Linked DNA regions of Gossypium arboreum: all the other regions are linked to region 2. A link is a contact called in public Hi-C data. All regions are on one chromosome and are shown on one strand. Each heading gives the region's core, a stretch centred on a gene start, on an enhancer-like site or on the middle of the called end of the contact. The rest is flanking DNA. Distances are from core to core; before and after follow the strand shown. Region 1 holds the start of LOC108475966. Region 2 holds the start of LOC108485915 (zinc finger protein GIS3-like). Region 3 holds the start of LOC108455989.

Region 1 (4,370 bases), core at 815-3,314, 160 kb after region 2:
CGTCGTAACCATTTTTTTGAAAAAGCGGTATCGACTTAGAGAAAAAAAGCAACAGAGTCGCCACCAATCTTTTTAGGTGTGATCGGATCACCTTAAGTTAATCATTTTAATAAAAGTTAAGATTTACTAAAACAATAATTTTGGTCTCTGAAAATCGAAAATGAGTTCGGAGTCGGTTACGCATACGAGGAAGGATTAGCACCCTCGATCGCCCAAAATTGGTACCTAGTTGATTAATTAGTGTCTTAGTGTCGAAAATTTGAAAACTTGAAAGAATTTAAAATATGACCCTCTTTGTAAAGAAAATGCTCAAATGTTAAGGACCTTCTCGTCTCACAATATAAAATGTCACATCCAGTAAGTTAGGACACGACATCTTGAATTTTCGAGAACGAGCTTGCCTTTTATATAAAAATTCGTGTATTTCAAAAAGTTATTCATTAGTTAAGGTGAGCGAGGAAAATCGAAACCCAGTAAGTTAGGCACGTTTCCTCAATTCTCAAACACTTGAATATTGCCTTTACTTGCAAAAATCTTATTTCGATGTAACAAAATGCCATACCCGAGAAGTTAGGGCACAACACCTCGTATCTCCGAGAATAAACATTTTTCAAAACTCATGTCACGATTTAAAAGAGTATTCCGTTATTTAGGTTAAAGGAGAAAATCGAAACCCAATAAGTTAGGGCACGATTGTCTCGAATTACCAAATACTGAATATTACTTTATAAAAGAATTATTATTGGGTTGGATATAATGATAATAAGAATAATATTAAAGTAAAGTAAACAATAATACTATATATAAATACATATATATATATGTATATAATAGAAATACACACTACTATATAATAATAATAAATATAGAAATACAAAAAGCAAATATAATAAAAATATTAAATTAAAGTAATAAAAACAATACTATATATAAATATATATATATACATAAAAATATACACTAATATATAATAATAATAGTGATAGCAAAAATAATGAAAATATGAGTAATATTAATAATATATTAGAATACAAAAGTAAAGTAATAACAATAGGGTGATAATAATAATAATAATACAAACAATAATACATATATATATATATAATAATAGTAGTTAGAAATAAAAATAATAAAAGTAACAATAATGATAGTAATAATATAAATAAATATGGAGAGGCATATATAATATAATAATAATATAAATAATAATATATACATGAGAAATAATAATAATATAAATAATAGTAAAAATAATAAAATAATAAAACAAAGCTCTCAACTCTCTTTCTCCTTTTTCTAAATCCGTAGTTAATTAAAACTTTTATTTCATCATAGACCCTCCATGGGCACATCATCAGTACCACCACACACTGACAATGGGACCTAAAAAAACCTTTTTCAGTAATGAAAATATGGGTAAACTTCTTACTTTTATTTTTACTTTCGTATAAAAAAAACAAAATAAAATTGAAAGGAAAACAATAAACAAACAAAGAACTAAAGATGAGAATAGACAAAAGAAACCTCTTTTACTTTGATCTTTGATTAATCTCCAAAAACTAGCCTTTCCAAGAAACAAAAACAACCTTCTTTCCAAAAAAACAAAAAAACACCTCCAAAAAATAAAAAAAAATCTCCTCCAAAACAAAGAACAATCCTCCTCCAAAAAACCCAAAACCCCCTAAAACAAAGTCTTGAATGGCTTTTATAGCCAAATTTTACAAGTGGAGTGGTTGGGGTGATTTAGGTGGCCAAGAGTGGTGGAGTTGGTGGCCAAGGTGGGTGGCCAACAAAGGTGGTGGATTAGGTGGCCAAGGTTTTTATTTATTTATTTATTTTTTTTTGTGTTTGTGTTGGGATTAGGTTGGGCCAAAATTGGGTTTAGGCTTGTAACTGGATAATAGGCTAGGTTTAATTTGGGTTTAGTTTTATTGGGTCCCGGGCAAAATTTGGGTCTTACAATAGTAATTGCATGTCTGCATTATCCTTTTTTTATGTTGAAATATTTTTTAAAAAATTACATTTAATTATTTAGTTGATTTTAAAAATATTAAAATTATTAAAAATAAATAGTAAAAATTAAATTGAAGCGAAATTGAAGATGCATTCAACATTCACTGTAGAGCGAGTAGTGAAGCAAAGCCTGCTAATTATGGTGGTGTAGCATCCACCCGGCGCCGCTTCAGTGGCATCCCTACCTCGTCTCTCCACGTAGTTCCGTCCCTGGTCATCAACCGCCAACTAAGCTATGAACTCCCGGTCTCAGTACCAGTATCAGCACTTTTATTTTATTTAATTCTTAACCAATAATTTACCTACCCGCCGCAGCCTACCTTCCGTCGACAACCATTTAAGCTGTACGTTTTAATCACCTTCCTCACTATGGATTCAACCTTCTTCTCATTTCTCTAACAACCAAAAAAGTAGGAAAAAAATGGCTACTCATAATCTTGCTGTTATCCTCAAAAACCAGTCAAACGACGCTGAATTCCTCCTCCTTAAGCAAACTCCACCGCCTAAATTCAGCGAAGACCAGTACGATTCTTATGTGGATTCTGATCTCTGGGACCTTCCTTCCACGCTTCTCAACCTTCAACACGATCACTCCCACCCTGGGATCGTTATCCAGGGCGCCCAGTCCTCTCACAACATTGATTTGACTAAATTTGATGTCCAACTTGCTCTTACTGGGGTCAATTTTATTTCCTTTTTAAATGAATAATTTCATTTTCGAGTTTCTGTTATCTGATGGTGGTTAATTCGTTATTCTTTCTAGGTGCTGGAAAAATTGGGTTTAAAGGTGAATGATGTAGGGGAGTGGAGTTTGTTCAAGTATGTGGAGGAAGCTGAGTTCGGACCTGGGTTTCCAGTTAATACTGTGTTTATTATGGGCAAATTGTTGGACGGAAATCAAAATTGTCAAGGTATGTTTATTGTACTCGTTCATCAAGCTAAATATAGTTGGTTTAACTTTGTATTGGCTAAGTCTTCTAGAATCTCGATGCTTATTTCTAAAAATGCATAAGAGAAGTTATTGGGTGAAAAAATAAAATGGAGATTTTTAATTCATAGATTAACTTGATCTACAAAGGGCTTCAGCTGAGAGTTTGTTAAGTTGTAAAATTGATCAAATTGGGGCTCGCCAAAAAGAGGGCAGATTTTATCTTTAATTGTTACCAAAAGCTTATTAGCTATGAAGCACGGACACGCCGGAAAGTCCCTCGTACCTATCTCAACAGGTTACCCGACATGGACATGCCGGAATACCTACCAGACACATCAAAATACGGAAAAAAAAAAATCAGATACGGCGAGACACACAAGGACACGGGATTTTGGTGGTTGAAAATAGTTGAAAACATCATAATAGTGATAGAAAATCTCTGTTTGAAACCTAGATCTAGACTTTATCGTTAAGATTTTCTAAACTCTAATCTGGTGCATGTGAGAAGTTGAGAGAGATATACTGAGGGTATTTTACAATATTTCGACACCATTGACAGCAGCTGGAGTGGCAGTGGTGACCCTGTTCTGTATTGTGTCGTACCCGTATTGTGTGTCTGTGTCTGTGCTTCATAGCTTATTAGAATGTTATTGTTCAAACCCTATGGGTTATGATTTTGTTGACTCTGTCACCAGAATATGCTGTAGCACAAGCAACTTATTGTTAGAAATGCTCCATTACTTGTTCAGGGCTGTGGAAGTGGATGTCTACTGAAAGCTGTCTTACTTGGCTTCTGGAGGTGAAACCTTGTAGTGATCGTGTAGGGCCTTTGGTAGTTCTTGCTCTTATAAACGACTCATTGCAGTCTGCTGCATGGACATTACCACCCATGTTGCGTTATCAGGTTTGCTGTCTTTCGAGTGACTGACTGATAATGATCTATCACAGCATGCTGCATTAGCCATAAGGAAGAATGTGGTCTAGACATTAACAATTTAGGGGTGTTTATGACCAAATTTTATGAAAGTATAACTTCCAAGGGCAGTAGATCGATTCTTAATTCCCTATTATTAGAAATCCATCTCTTTGTTTTCATGCTTCGATGAAGTTTGCTCCAGAAAGGCAAGTTATTGGAGAGATGATTAGGCTGTGCTTTTTAATTTTTCAAAGTGAAAATATGAATATGAAAGTCCACTGCCTACTTCTAGCAAATGAAGATTCTATTGCCAAAGAAGCTTTAAGTACAACTTTTAAGATTGCAGATTTTTAGCCTCTGATGTCCAGTTGGCTAGGAGAGTTTTTCTGGAAGTTTAAGGTCTGCTTTTCTGGGCACGTATTTTCATAGTTTTCAACTTATAATACACTTTTAGCAAGTACGAATTTGAAGTGTACAGAATTGATGTTTAACCGCTAGTGTGCTGCTAGA
Region 2 (4,583 bases), core at 1,879-4,378:
CCTTATTCCTTGGCTTCCCACTTGTACTACCTATATATATATATATCTTCACCATTCATATTATCAAATTCTTCCAAACCACCCATTTCAAATGCAACAATCTTCCATTTTCTTGCTATACATTTTACTTGCTTGAAAAAATAATCATATTGTGTTCTGTTTTTCCGAAACTTTTTAATCTTTGTCGTGTATGAAATTATCGGATCTAGATATTTCTATTCAAATGATACAAGACTTGCCTATGCATGCTAACCCTAATCAATTAAAACAGTCACTTTTTAACAACAAAAAAAAAAAAAAAAAAGGTTAAGAAAAATGGCTTTAGGGAAGTGCCAATGGATGAGGAGAAGACCTGTCACCGACCTTATGGACATTTTGGGGGTGACCACCTGCCCTTTTGACCAATTTATAATTTAGTTTAATCAGCTGTTTTAAGTTAGTGGACAAACCCTAGGATGATGCATTAGGTGCTTTGCCATTCATTATCTTTGCTTAAGTGCTTACACGTAAGCTTCTTTTTCCCCACAAGCTCTTAGTTTCTGATTTATAAGAATCCCATTGTTTTCTCAACCAAATTCATTTATTTTATTCCTCATCTCTCTCAACTTCTTAATCAGTACAGTACTGAAGAGATCTTAAATATTTAAATCCTAAATTAATAATGATTCCAGGCATTTTCAGACACTAAGGTTGCAGCTGCTGATTTCAAAAATGTGGGGAAGATGAAGAAATATGGGTTGGATTTGCATGTAATGGGGTCCCATTTTTCATCATCTTCTAGTCAACTTGAGAGAAAAGAAAACACCAACAGACTATCAAATGGTTAGTTGGAGTTCTTGGGACTAGAATGCACAAGTTCTGTAATAATATCTGACCTTCCAAAGGAAAAACAACCACCGGGTTACTTAATTTGTCCTTGCAACAAGAAATAAATTTTATATATATAAAAAACATAAATTGGGGATTGGATAAAAATAATGCTACATGTAAGAAAAGTAAAAGAGTAATAATGATGCTCTAATATCAAAACTAATTAGATGGATAATCCTGAGAGTACAAAAAAGTGTTAACAGCTTGTATAGGAGAAACAGGCCTGCATGCATGCTTCATGTGTTTGCACCTCCATCAATTGGTCCTTTCTTTTTTAAGCATATTAAGACTTTATCAAACTCACTTTAACATGTCTTGTTTGTACTCACACTGACAACATAACTGTTATTGTATTCTTTCAGGTTAGAGATGATTTAAGACATAGATCTCGACTTGAAAAGTTTGAAAAGATACTGATAATGGCTTCAAGTTGCAACCCGGCTTAAATCTATTAGAAAGACACACAGAGAGAGAACCCCTAGTGGTTCCAAGAACTTAGACTCCTTTCTTTATCAATTGCCATTAAGTTGGGGGGCAATTGGCTAATTAACTTTGTTGCTAGGAAATGCTGACAGCAGTGTCACAACACAATTCAAGACCATTCCTGTTGGTTGCAAATTAAGGTTTCTTATTGGTAAGAGATAAATAATAAAGGTCATATTGTATAACAACAACTGAGCTGGATTGGATGGTGATTATGTCTCCAATTTAAGTCCCCATTTTCCCCCACCTCACCAAGTTAGCAGACGCAGATTCTCTGTAAATAGCGTAAAATTAACACATAAGCTTCCTTGCGGGGAGCTGGAAGAGACAAATTGTGGTGTTACCTTTCGACATTACTCATCAATGACCAACCAACCAGTGAAGCTGTAGGGTGTGTTTCATTTGATAAACACATTAATTGCATATATATTGTAAGGTACGGACACAAAATTTGTCTAATGTCAAATGTGCCTCACTGTTTCCATCCTTTTTAATTATTTAGGCTCCTATTTTTGGATGCTAGAATTTCAGCTTTTAATTTATTTAGCTACATAGAATAATAGTAGGGAAGAAGCTATTAACTCATATGCATGAAAGTTTTGGTTCTAAATTTAGATGTTTAAGATAATTCATATTGGTGAGGAAAATTGAGTTACATACATGAAGTTTTTATTCTAAATTTAGATCTTAATATACAAAATTAAAATTGGTGAGGAAAGTTAAGTGATTATATAACTTTAAAAAAGGGGAAAAAAAGTTTTGTGCAAGTGAAACAAATAATTTCCCTGATAAAAATAAATAAAAAAATAAAATTGTTTGAAAATGTACAAAGATCCCAAACACTAAAGACCGAGTCAAGGCCTGGCTGGAGCAAGACTAAGGTGCAAATCTAAGCCCAATGCATCATCAAAACTGGGGCCACCATCTCCCTTTGAAAACCTACGCAACGAGGGTCCATCAACACCACGTCCATGGTGGCCCCCACCTTGCATCACTTGGGGGCCAACGCTTACGCCCGGATCCCCCAAACCACCACCACCACCACCACCACCATAAGGTACCCCCGCTGGCCCCCTCCCCACTCCACCACCTCCTCCTCCACCACCAGCGCTTGGAATCACACAGCCATGTGAGACGTGGAAAGGAGGTGGCCCTCCTCGTGGCAAGTAAACCCAAGACGGTCCCGCCGCAGCTGGCACCACGACGGGTGTAGCCGACGCTAAGAGATGCGGTGGAGGAGCAAAAGCAGAGATGATAGGGTTCCTAGCAAACGAAACCGCGGCGCTTCGAGTGGCTTGAAGTTGAGCACGCTTGAGCTGTTGCCTTTCCTTCTTATGAGCGTTCTGGTGACCTCCTAAAGCTTGAGAGTTGGCAAACTCACGGCAACAATACTGACACTCGTATTTGCGGTCACCAGGAGCAGGGAAGCCACCTGGCTCTGAAGACCCTGATGATGGATCTTTGGTGGTGCTGGATTCCAAAACATCATCATCTTCTGAGACGTTGAAGCCGAAGAGCTTTAGACGTGCAGTAGTGGCGCTGTTGGTTTTGGTATTAGCTTGGTATTCTAACTCTGCCATGTTAACTAGAGAAAAATAGAAAGAGAAATGAAGAAGAATAGTTTAGTTGTTCAATGTAATGTAATGTAAGGGGAAGAGTTGCATGTGTGGGGGTATATATACATGATAAAAAAAAAAAAGGATTTGTAGAACATGAACAGTACAACTTAGGATGAAAGAGAAAGATTTCGGATATCCCAAGGGGGAAAAAGAAAAAGAGAGTATTAGGGAACACGACAAGACCCGAGAACACTTGACTTGGGACCCTCACCCAAGCCTTGTCTTCGCTTAGTGTACCTATTTCTCTAATTTGATACTGTTACTTCATCAATGCATTGCGTTGCATTTATTTTCTTTTTTGGGGTTTTTTTAAAGCTTGTTTATATTTATACATACAAGAATAAAAATGATTGAGTTGGTCCATGTTTATTTATTTATTTTAAATAAGGAGCATCATTTGAGTGAAAATGGGTATCCAAAAAGCAATTGTGGGAGGTTCTTAATATAATGGGAACTTTTGTAGAGAACGTGAAGCAATTAGGTTAGAAAACAGATAGGAGGTAAGGGGGAGTGATCTGGACCACTATGCTGTAGATGGAAAAGGTTTGAATGGCCAATGAGAAGCTAATAAAGTTGTTTTCATACATTGGTTGGGTTAATGACAGATTTCTAAATAATGTTCTTACACGACACGTTCAATTCCAAGGAGCCGGTGAGGGTAATCTGAAGTGAAGTGAGGTCTATGTAGACTCTATAGGTAGCTAGATCCCTGTTCATGGTGGGCATCAACAGGGTATGGTTTTTAATTAACTAAATTTACTAACAAACAAAATGAGTGTACTAATAAAAAGATTCCATTCGAGATGATGACACATGTTGGAAAACTGGGGACCTTTTTTTGGTAATCACCATGAATTTATTCTTTCTTTCTTTCTTTATTTATCAAGTAGATTAATTAATTAAGAAAACAGTAACGTTAGTGGAACTGTCTCCAATGAAACGCCGTGATGCCCATCTCTTAAGTCTTTAATTCCCTGGCAAATCTCTCTGCTACCAAAAATGCCTTCTCTCTCTCTCTCTCTCTCTCTCTCTCTCTCCTCTTTTATAGTTGTTAATTTTTGTTTTTATTTGTTCTCTCTCTCTCTCTCCCGCGCTTCACTTCAGCTCAATCTCAGGAGCCGACACCGCCACCCACCACCACTCTCGCCCCTCATTTCTCTCTAAAAAGTCAAATTAAATCTAACATGTAAATCCATGCATGCATATATATATATATATAGCACCACTTAGCTGTGTTTCCCAAAATTACCCCACACACACACAAAGGAAAAAAAAGGTGGGGAAAAAAACCTTGAATTTCAAGTTTTAAACGTATGGTAATGGCGATATATCGATAATCTAACTATTCATGGATGACATAGATATAGAACTTCTCTTCCACACAACCCCAAACTTTTAAAAGTGTCAATACACTCATGCATTATATAATGTTGTAGGGTTATAGGGCAGGTGCATATCTAGAAAGGGTTACGCATGTTTCACATCAGATAAAACTTTCTGGCAATGGCAAGATGGGAGTTTAGTCTAAGTCAACCACGTGAAGCAAAGCTTTCACTTGCCTGGTCTGAATATAAATGGAAGTAGGGTTTGGGGGGTATCGAAATTAATGGA
Region 3 (4,670 bases), core at 1,460-3,959, 150 kb before region 2:
CTAATAGTTCTAGCAGCGATTTAAGGCCAAAAAAAACGCCACTAAAAGTCTGTTCTCCTGTAGTGAGGTGAAACTACAACAACAGCATGGACATTGGATTGCTTATATTACATGAGATATCTTAAGCCAATTAAAATTTTTTGTCACCAATTTGTATCTGATTCAACCTTACACATTTCCCCCCGAGCATTTTGAATTTTCCATTTCTCAAAAAAATTTCATTCTTTTCTCTTTCTTTATCGAATCCTACGAATCAATCTAATAATTATAGAATTGAATTTCTATCTTGTTTACTTGAATCACATGAAATTTTATCTAACTTCATATATCATATAATATATGTGGAATGTATAAAATATAAAATACGTATGAACGGAAGAAGAAAAATGATACTCAAATTTTAATTTATGCATGTTTGTATATTTTATCGTGTTAGTTTTGTTTTGTGGTGTAACAAATTTTTTTTATTTTTAGAATTACTATAATTGCCTTCATCCATTTTATGATGTGAGGCTAAACTTATTTGGGTCGAGGTGATATTTAGGTAAAACTCTCTCAACAATAACGAATCCAAAATTTAAACTCAGCCTAAATTCACGGAAAAGAGTTTTCTTTCACTTCTTTCAATCATTTAACATAACTTGTTTTAATTATTTTAATATTTTATAGATAATGTTTTCATTCCTTCCATAATTTGGATAATTTTATTAGAATATTTTAATTTTAATTCTAAATTAATTATATAAAAAATGAATCAGTACGTCAATTAATATAAATTTTATGTTTAATTAAGGTGTAACAAATGTGCATATTACTTGCATATGTTTCCTAAAGATAATCATGTTTAAGTTATATAAGGTGTATAATAGTATAAGATGTAAGAAGTGTAGAAAATCATTAAAATGAAAGTGGTTCACAATGTGAATAGTGTGAAGAGCCTCTAGAGGTAGTGGTTTAGAGTTGTTGAGGTTGTATTTGAGTAAAATGTATGCCACATATCCGATCTTATGTCTTGTTCTATTTTGAGAAAGGGAATATTGATAGGTGAATAAGAGTTTGGAGTGGATCTCTTGTTGCATGATTGTCTCCTAGGTAAAGCAATTTAAACCTAAATTAAAATATGATATTGATTTGATCACTTTTGAAGTTGATGAGTTTGAAATTTTGAATATATTAATAAAAATAATATGTAGTGATTTGTGTTGAAGCGATACTAAATTTCACAATGGCATAGGTGTTCAAGCATGAAGAACATAGAAATTAGATTCAAATATGCTATAAGTCATTATACTTTTTGAAAATTAAGAATTCAATCCTGTACTTTTATTTTATGAAATTTAATCTCTATTTTTAAATTTCAAAATTCAGATCTAATTGTTAATGTTATTTAAATTTTTATTAAATTTATTGTTATGATATTTTGAAATAAAAAAAACTTACTTAGTAGTCATGTGATTAAAAATAATAATTTTGTAATCAATTTAAATTTAAAAAAAATAACCGTATTAATATTTAAACTTAAATTTTAAAATTTGAAAAGTAAAAAAAGTTACACTAGATTTATAATTTTCAAAAAATATAATGTATGATTTTAAGGTAGAAATTAAGAAAATGTAAGTAGGAGTGGACGGTGTTGTTTTTGGTGCCTCGAAGGGTGACACGTGATTCTATTCTTTCTAGAAAGGAGATGTGCGGTGGAAAAGGAGATGAAATGCCCGATTCACGTGCCTCTCATTTTATGACAATAGAGTTTCATGCTTTGGTTAGGGAAGAGATTGAATCACTATTTCCTAATATTATAAAATATGTTTTTTAATTACAATGACAGGGTTATGTAAAACCTAAATAACAATTATAATTAACACGACTTAAATTTAGGTCACATTTAGAATAATAAAACTCTTCATATATTATGTAAATAATTTAAAAATTATAAAAATTCATAAAAGAAAGGGGGTCATTTTAGCCATTCATTTAATTTTTCGTCTCTTTTAGTCCTTAAATTTGTATTGTTTATTAAATCACTCCAAAATAGATGGAAAAGTTAACATCTGTTAACTTATTTACATGTATGCCACATTAGCAATTAATTTTTAAAATTTTAAAATATTAAAAAATAATTAATTGCTGACGTGGCGGCATCCACATGGCAATTCATGTGCATGTCATGTTAATAAAGTTAATAAACATTATATTTTGCTATCCATTTTTGTGATGATTTGACAAATACAAAGTTAATGACTAAAAGAGTCGAATAATTTAATAGAGGGCTAAAATGATTACTTTTATAATATCCTTATAATTTTGATTTAATATAAATATTAATACTTAAATTGAATTGAATCACAATTTCAGATGAAATTAGCATTTCATTTAGAAAAAAAATATTGTATGTTTTAAATGTAGAAAAAATATGAGATCTGGATTCATTATACTAAAATGTTTCATTTCAAGTAGATATTATATTAATTAATATAAATTTGTTAAATAAATATATAAAAATGATAAATGGTTTCCAGTCATCATCGAAAGACCAAAGTGGGTATAAATTTAGAATTTTCTTGGAAAATGCAGCCTCTGGGCTGGCTCTTGGGTCCTACCTTTTCATCTCTTCCAAGAGAAAAGAAAATTCTATTCAAAGACTGCCCTTTTGAAAATTAATAAAGAAAAAGCATGCAAAAGTCTCCAACATAGATTCCTTTCTTTTGCTTTCAAGCAACCAATACCCCCCAAAATCTCAATCCATCCTTCTGCTGCCAAAGTTTCAAATTCCAAACCCTCCCAATCACTTCACTTAAAATTTCCCCATATAACCCTTCAACACAGACCCAACCTGAAACCAATATGACGACGCTGCAGAAATTCAAGCTATTGGCGACACAATGCGGCGTCACCCAAAGCCCAACACGAAGTCCAAGGACGAGCCCCCTCCTCAACTTCCGCCGCCCTAAAACCACACTCCGAATGCTTCTTACCAGAAGCGGTAGTCGCAAATCGTCAAGTTGCCGGGAAATGGCGTATCCACAGAGTTTCTTCGGCATTTCAGGTGAGAAAAAGAAGGGCGACAAGGATTTAAGTGGTCGCACTTTGAAGGATTTATTCGTATCATCAGGAGGAGGATACGAGGAGGACCAAGGAAAAGTGGTGAAGGAGGAATTTGGCGGGAAGGGCGACGTTCAAGTGGCGACGAAACTTGGCGGTGTGAATGGGTTGGGAGGTGAAGCGGGATCGGCACGGGCAGGGTGGATTGGGTTTAGGCATAGGATGGTGTTGAGGAAGGCTTGGCGTCCCATGCTTCAGACCATCCCTGAGTAATCATATTATTTGGGTGAGGCGTTTAAATCTCTTCTTAAACGCATTTCTTTCTTAAAACCAAAATTTTGCTTCTTCTTCTTCTCTCTCTCTCTCTCTCCCCCTTGTATCCAAATGCTGGGCTTCAGATTGATATATTGTTAAAAGATGACACGTGTTCTATTTAATATGTGATAATATTTAAACTTTTTTATTTTGATTTTATGGATTTCTAATAATTTATCAAACGTTAACTATTATTCGTAAATTAAATTATTTTCTTATTTTAAATGTTTTTCATAAATTAAATTATTTAGATATTAAATGTTTTTCTTATTTTAATTTATCAACATTCAAATCTTTGTCAAACCTAAATTTTCAACCTTCACATACGTTGATTTTTCAATTCAACCAAACTCTCCATAATTACAACAAATATACAATAATTATTTATTTTTAGAGATAAAATGTGATTTGTTCTATGAGGTTTGTTTCATAATTATCTCTTTAAAATTTTAAAATATTTTTCACTATCATAAAAATTAAAATTAATTACATAAATCGAGATTTTTGTTCTAACCTTATTATTTGTCAGATTCATCAAATTAGACTTGGGATCATTCAACGTATCAGACTTTCCTTCTCCATACCCATAAATCATATCCATGGATTTTGATATATTGTAGGAATAAAAGAATGCAGATGGGATTGGGAATCTGAAAAGAAGGAAATAAAATTGGGAGCAATATTGTCGCCGGAATTCATGAGTTTGATATGGGTAAAATTCCTGTTAAGTATTTCTATTACAAAGATTAGATCAATTTAATCCTTATACATGAATTTACAAATCTAAAAAAAAAAAACTATAAAAACTATAAAACTTTTAAAATATTAACATTGTTAAACAATAAATGTTAACTCTTTTTCTTAAATTTTTTTAATAATACATAAATTAAATTGATCCGGCTAGTTCAATTTAATCCAATCCCTAGAATAAAAGAAGCTACTAGGTACTTTCACCGTTTTATATGTTATTGATTTGTTTTATATAAACTTTGATGTTTGTTTTATAACTTTTTATTTTTTATTTTTACTTTACGAAAATTAATAAATTAGTCATTCTACTCTAATTTGTAAGAAGTTGGCTCTCATGCTTTATGAAATTTGAGATGTTAGTCTCTATTTGGATAAAATTGTTAGACCTAATTGACATGAAATGAATTAGCAAAACCATTTTATATGAAAAATAAAAAGAATTAGTAAAAATCAATAATTCAAGTTCAACATTTAGACTAATTCTGAAAAACTAAATAGATGTTAAATTCTCAGAGGGCTGCCGTACAATTATGTTATGTTATAACTTCCTTTGTATCATGTTT

What was found. A called contact is a pair of places that touch in the nucleus more often than the background predicts.
Region 1: a contact with region 2 is called in a Hi-C map of leaf, with 2.2 times the contacts expected there. The contact joins the promoter of LOC108475966 here to the promoter of LOC108485915 in region 2. A contact is called at or near these places in 2 of 5 Hi-C or Micro-C datasets (both in leaf).
Region 3: a Hi-C map of leaf shows a contact between it and region 2, with 1.9 times the contacts expected there. The contact joins the promoter of LOC108455989 here to the promoter of LOC108485915 in region 2. A contact is called at or near these places in 2 of 5 Hi-C or Micro-C datasets (both in leaf).

The regions. Positions count from the first base shown.
Region 1 is chr3:10,528,321-10,532,690 of ASM2569848v2, forward strand. It overlaps LOC108475966, which reads left to right and starts at 2,065. Exons shown (of 12, transcript XM_053025515.1): 1 at 2,065-2,671; 2 at 2,777-2,924; 3 at 3,694-3,848. The coding sequence starts at 2,435.
Region 2 is chr3:10,370,250-10,374,832 of ASM2569848v2, forward strand. LOC108485915 (zinc finger protein GIS3-like) reads right to left here and starts at 3,129. Exons shown (of 1, transcript XM_017789758.2): 1 at 2,111-3,129. The coding sequence starts at 2,933. The coding sequence ends at 2,208.
Region 3 is chr3:10,220,243-10,224,912 of ASM2569848v2, forward strand. LOC108455989 reads left to right here and starts at 2,710. Exons shown (of 3, transcript XR_008279945.1): 1 at 2,710-3,328; 2 at 3,978-4,069.